Regions from separate parts of the Mus musculus genome. Here region 2 is linked to region 1. A link is a contact called in public HiChIP or PLAC-seq data. All regions are on one chromosome and are shown on one strand. The core of a region is the stretch at or near the end of the contact, and the rest is flanking DNA. Distances in the headings are between cores, read along the strand shown. Region 1 holds the start of A230020J21Rik (RIKEN cDNA A230020J21 gene). Region 2 holds the start of Irf6 (interferon regulatory factor 6).

Evidence for each region. HiChIP or PLAC-seq counts read pairs in DNA pulled down with a chosen protein or histone mark.
Region 2: a contact with region 1 is called in an H3K27ac HiChIP or PLAC-seq map of large pre-B cells, with 4 times the contacts expected there. The contact joins the promoter of Irf6 here to the promoter of A230020J21Rik in region 1. A contact is called at or near these places in 3 of 39 promoter capture datasets (the C10 cell line, the HPC-7 cell line and pre-B cells) and 1 of 115 datasets of contacts at active chromatin or transcription factors (large pre-B cells).

What each region holds. Positions count from the first base shown.
Region 1 is chr1:191,023,810-191,026,653 of GRCm38.p6, reverse strand. A230020J21Rik (RIKEN cDNA A230020J21 gene) reads right to left here and starts at 1,303. Exons shown (of 2, transcript NR_027298.1): 1 at 85-1,303. Flvcr1 (feline leukemia virus subgroup C cellular receptor 1) reads left to right here and starts at 464. Exons shown (of 10, transcript NM_001081259.1): 1 at 464-1,277. The coding sequence starts at 561.
Region 2 is chr1:193,151,848-193,154,780 of GRCm38.p6, reverse strand. Irf6 (interferon regulatory factor 6) reads right to left here and starts at 1,669. Exons shown (of 8, transcript NM_016851.2): 1 at 1,482-1,669.

The DNA.
Region 1 (2,844 bases), core at 54-2,553:
GTGCAAGTACACGGTTAGCTTATGCACAGACTTTGGTTACTGGTGGGGTACAGGAGGCAGGCAGGGGCTGCACCTGTCCATTACCTCCTTCAGTCCTCTGCGTGGATGGAGCCGCTCAGCTCAATCAACGCAAAGGCCTGCTTCTGAGGAAGCCTCTTTCTTTGGGCGGACGGAAATGCTTTCTGGCGCTCTCCTTCCAAGATAACCTGAGGCTAAACGCTGCGGAGCGAGCGCAGAGAAAGGCCTGGCAGCTCCAGCAAACCACAGCGTAGAGAACGCCTGCCTTGGGCTCCTCTTACATCTTCACAAGCTTGACCCCGCCCCTCTTCTCGGCAACTCCCCGATTGGTTTTCTGGACTTCCGAAACGCTCAATGATTGGATGGAGGGTCGCACTACGCGATACGAGATGCCCTGGGGGCGGGGACTGCCGGCAAGAGCCAGGCGCGGTGAGCTCTGCTTCACTTAGTCAGCAAGCGGCGCAGGCGAGCGCGCTGAACCGGGTGGGACCTAGGAGCCGGCGAGGAGCACTAAGGGGCGGCGGGGCGGGGAGCCGGGAGGCATGGCGCGGCCCGATGACGAGGTGGGGCCGGCCGTGGCGCCCGGGCACCCGCTGGGGAAGGGATACCTTCCAGTGCCCAAGGGCGCCCCGGACGGGGAGGCGCGCTTGGTACCGCAAAACGGGCCTGAGGCGCTGAACGGAGGCCCCGGGCTCGGCCCGCTGATCGCGGGAGCCCAGGGCGGGCCGCAAGCCCTGATAGCGGCGGAGGAGGAGACCCAGGCCCGGCTGTTGCCCGCGGGCGACGGGGAGGACGTCCCATGCCCCGCGTGTCCCCCGCGCACAGCGCTGTCGCCGAGGCGCTTCGTGGTGCTGCTCATCTTCAGCCTTTACTCGCTGGTGAACGCCTTCCAGTGGATCCAGTACAGCAGCATCAGCAACGTGTTCGAGGACTTCTACGAGGTGTCGCCGCTGCACATCAACTGGCTGTCCATGGTGTACATGGTGGCCTACGTGCCCCTCATCTTCCCGGCCACCTGGCTGCTGGACACGCGAGGCCTGCGGCTCACGGCGCTGCTGGGCTCCGGCCTCAACTGCCTGGGAGCCTGGGTCAAGTGCGGCAGCGTGCAGCGGCACCTCTTCTGGGTCACCATGCTGGGGCAGATCCTGTGCTCCGTGGCCCAGGTCTTCATCCTGGGCTTGCCCTCCCCCGTCGCCTCGGTATGGTTTGGACCCAAGGAGGTGTCGACGGCTTGTGCCACAGCAGTGCTGGGCAATCAGGTAAAGACTGGAACGTCTAGATAACTGGGATCCTTTCAGGCTGGTAGGAAGTCATAGGCCGGGCTGGGGCAACGGTCTGTGGGTAAAGTGCATACTATAGAAGCGTGAAGACTGGGCTCCAGCACCACGAGAAAAGCCTGGCACGGTGGCTCCAGGGTGTATTCCCAGCCAGCACTGACAGGTGAGGAGGACAGCTCCTGAGAAAGGACACCGAGGTTGCCCTCTGGCCTACACACAGGCGCACACACGGGCACGCTTGGAAACTGGCGGTAAAAGAGATCTCAGGTGTTTTTGTCGCCACTGCAGAAGAAAGGTCTTGAGATCTGGAAAGTTTGTTTCCATGTTAAATGTCCTTGGAACAGCCCTGATTTAATTGTATTAGTATTAGTAGTCAGCCCAGCTTGGCACCTACTGGTCACGTATAAGTGAATGTTCAATAAATGCTCCGGTGATAAAGACTTGGCAGTATTACTGAGTCCAGCTATTAGTTCTTAACCGTGAGACAGTGGAAGGCAAATCACTGATCAAGAATGGTTAGTGGGATAAGTCAAGGCTTCCTTAAGAAATGATCTTGTTTTTTTCTACCATCATAAATTCAAATGCCACTAGAATAACAGAAATAATAGTAGGTAAAAGGTTTTTGTATGTGATTTATTTATTTAAAACGGTCTCTTCCACTGTGTAGGGCAGGCTGGTCTGGAAATCACAGTGTCCCCCTGGCTGGCCTCAAACTTGACAATCTTGCTTCAGGCTCCCAAACACCACCATGAGTCACCACAATATTATGTTTGCATTTGTTAATTTTAGGCTTGTTATTGTAACTTAAAATTTTGCTAGAGGGCACTTGTGACACCTGATGTTTTTGTCACCACTGTAAATGTCACATTTTAAAAGATGCTTAGTATTCATTCAGTTGAAGGAAATCTAGTTTAAAAAAAAAATCTATAATCCTTTCTATACATATATTGTTACCTGCCGCCATGTAACTAGAAAATGTTACTTTCTTACTTCAAGTCTCACTTGGGTCAAGATCATGGTTTAAAATACCCCAAGAGACTAAATATGTGTGCCTATTTTATTAGTTACTTTCTTTTTCTAAGTCACTTAATTGCTATGTATCAAAAACAATTTATTACTGATACATTGATTGGTTGTTTCTTTTTTTTTTTTTAAGATTTATTTATTATTATATGTAAGTACACTGTAGCTGTCTTCAGACACACCAGAAGAGGGAGTCAGATCTTGTTACGGATGGTTATGAGCCACCATGTGGTTGCTGGGATTTGAACTCTGGACCTTCGGAAGAGCAGTCGGGTGCTCTTACCCACTGAGCCATCTCACCAGCCCCCGGTTGTTTCTTTATGTTTAGATAGCAGATGTTTTTTAAAAGGTATTTTTTTGGTTCTGAATTGTTTTCGAGGTAAATGCTTCATTAAGCATAACAAAAATATCAACTCCATATTTATGAAGTATTAATTTTATGGATAATAAGTGGAAATATTTACTTATAGGTGGACTTCGCTCTTCTCAGCACATATCTGGAGCTTCCTATATTCACTTGAGGTAG
Region 2 (2,933 bases), core at 420-2,919, 2.1 Mb before region 1:
TCTCAGGATGAATAGCAGCGCCATCCTCCACATCAACACAGGCTGTATAGTGTAACCTGTGTTATCCCACCCTCAGGATCCAAGATGTGGTGTCAGCCCCATTTGACAGCTGAGTTAACTGAGGCACAGGGATAAGGTTAAGTGGCCTCTACCTTACCTCTGGGATGCACCAAACCCTGCCTTTGTGCCCTGCACTCTGAGCCTCCCCCATTCTACACATAAACCAACAAGGACCCCAGGAGGAGCCACCAAATTGAGAGGAAGCGATTAAAGACATCTAAATCAGACCTCTCTAAACCTTCAGGCCACTGAAACTGTGCCCTGCCATCTCCAGCTGCCACCACATGAAAATGAAAGGTCTGTTTTCTCTGACAGATAGGAACCATCCAGTGATAAGACCACCACCCACCTCCTCACTGTGAGCAGAGGGCAGGGGCACTTTCAGGCTCCTGGGGCACGAACTGTCCTCATTGTCTGTTCCAGGAGTGGATCCTAGACCTCAAGCTAGAAGGCTCTGGTGGTTTGGGCCAGGTCTCAAAGGCAGCTGTTGGGACTGCCCTAGTTTCCCATTCTTCCTGAATGGAACTGAAATGCCAGCTCCATGAATTTTCACCTTGCCTCGGAGTAAATGCTATTCTACTGCTCACATCCTCACACACCTCCTCCCTGTGGGTTTGGAGTTGGTGGATGACAAGGCCAAGCTGTAGGCCACTGTGCTGTCATGTGTGACACACAGATCTAACTAGCAACTTCACCAATCCCTGCCCAAGCACCTTCGCCCTCTCCCTTCCCTAGCTTCCATCTTGATACCCACCAAGAAAACAGGGAAGGCTGGTTACCACTTTATCACCGAGCGAAGCACGGCAGCCCAGGCCTCCCTTCCAGGCAGGTATGGGAGGCTTTCTGCTCTCCGCGCACCGCCTCCAGCCCCTTCAGGCCAGGAGGGCCTCACCCGGCAGAGCTGCCACGCCTGGCGCCACCCTCCCCAGCACCTAGCTTGGCTACCTGGAACTCCACAGACATCTCCCAGGCCCAGTGTGAGCGGCCTTGACTGTGTTAAGACACTCGGAAAAAGGAAAACAAATCCGACCAAACCCTAGGTCATCCTCATCCCGATTTTCCCTAAACAGCCACTAGAACCCAGGGCCTCGGGGCCTGGGAAGTCCCCGCTGGGACAGAGGAGCCAGCCTCAGAGTAAGCTAGTTAAAACCGGAGAGGCTAGGGTGGAAGGGATTCCTTCCTTCCATCCGATGGTGGAGCAGGCGGAGCAGAAACAAGCTCTTTCTGCGGGAGGGGATCAGAAGGGGCCCGGTGCCGTCCCAAAACTACTTGAAGAAGGGTGCCCAGCGCCCAGCACCCAGACTGGTGCGGGACACGGAACCCAAGCCGGCTCCCCCGCCCACATCAACTCCAATGGGCCCGGCTCCACCCGTCAGGTGTCTGTCCTCCCTCAGGTGGCTTGCCAACGCCGGCGTCCCCACCTGGCCTCAGTCCGTGCTCAGGAGCAGGTGCACAAGAGTTCACACCGCCGCAGCACAGGAGCTCCCCCGACGGCTAGGTGCGGCTGGGAACCGCGGGCTCCTCTGCGGCCGGCACAGGCCCGCACCTGCCCACCTCGGTGCCCAGTGCTCAGAGCCTAGCCCTGGATGCCACAGCCCCTGCACGGTCTGGTCACGCCCTCCAGGTGTGGCCACATCCCCCGGAGTTCAGGATTGGTGCATTGCGAGAAATCTGATCCTCTGCGTTCCTGGGCCGCCGGCCCCGCCCTGCCTCTTCGTCACCCTACGCCCCTGCCACCGAGGGAGCGGTCCCTGTGTGGGCCTCACCCTGCGGGTGTCCGATCGTCCTGGGGACTTTGGGGGGGAGGGTTCTAGGAGTTCACGTCGAAATAGAAGAGCGTCGCCCCTCCCGTAGTGACCCTGCACAAGTGAGGGTTCTGAGACTGGGCCCCAGAACTAGCACGAGGACCTGCGTAGGTGGACTTGGCTTTGAGAAGCTACTCCAGGACTTGTCAATGCACCTTCCAGGACTGCCCGTGGACCCCGTGTTCTACCTTAAGTTCTATCTATTCAAAGGCGACCGCAATTTTCACTTTTTCCATTCTCCATGAAGTGCTAGTTGAAAGCACAGACCCTGGAGCCAGTTGTGGCGTTCAAACCCCCACCCCACCTCGCCCCTGTCTTTATCGGACACTAGAGACCTAAGAAAGTTTTCTCAGCAACCTGAGCTTCCGTTTCTTTTCTGTAGAGTGGGATTTCTAAATCGCCTGCCTGGTAGATTATGTGGGCATTCAATATGTGTCTATAAAGTACATAGCACGTTTGGTTATTATTGAAGTGAGGGTAGAATATCCCACAATACCTTGCAGAGTAAGAGTCTTTTCTGCCACCTGGAGTTCATGTCCTGTGTGCCTGACAAGTGCCACCCACCTGCCCTATCCATTGATCAACTATGAAAGCAGCGTCCAGGCAGTGAGGCAAACCCTTCACCACCAAACGCCGCTGAAACAAGGAGATGGAACATGGGCAAGGCACTTAGGAGGAAGACTGAGGGTGTAGCTCCTTTTTAGAGTGTTTCCCTAGTATATCAAGGCCCTGGGTGAGAACCTCCCCACTGTCCTAAGAATAACAGCAATGAAAGGCGTCCACCACTCAGGAGACTGAGGTGGGAAGACCAAGCCTTCCTAACCTAATACTGTATAGAGTGAAGTTAGTATTAGTTGTCATCTAGACAGCCAGAGGACAGCCCTCTGGACAATGGGGGTGGGGGTGGGATGGGGTTGTATTGATTAAGGTTAGCCTCTGAGAATGTCTTCGAGGGATTGTCTTGATTAAACTAATTGATGTGGGAAGGCCCATCTTAATTGTAAGCAGAATCATTCACTGAGCAAAAAGTGGAGAAGCTAAGCCAAGCTTTAGCGTGTGTGAATCTCT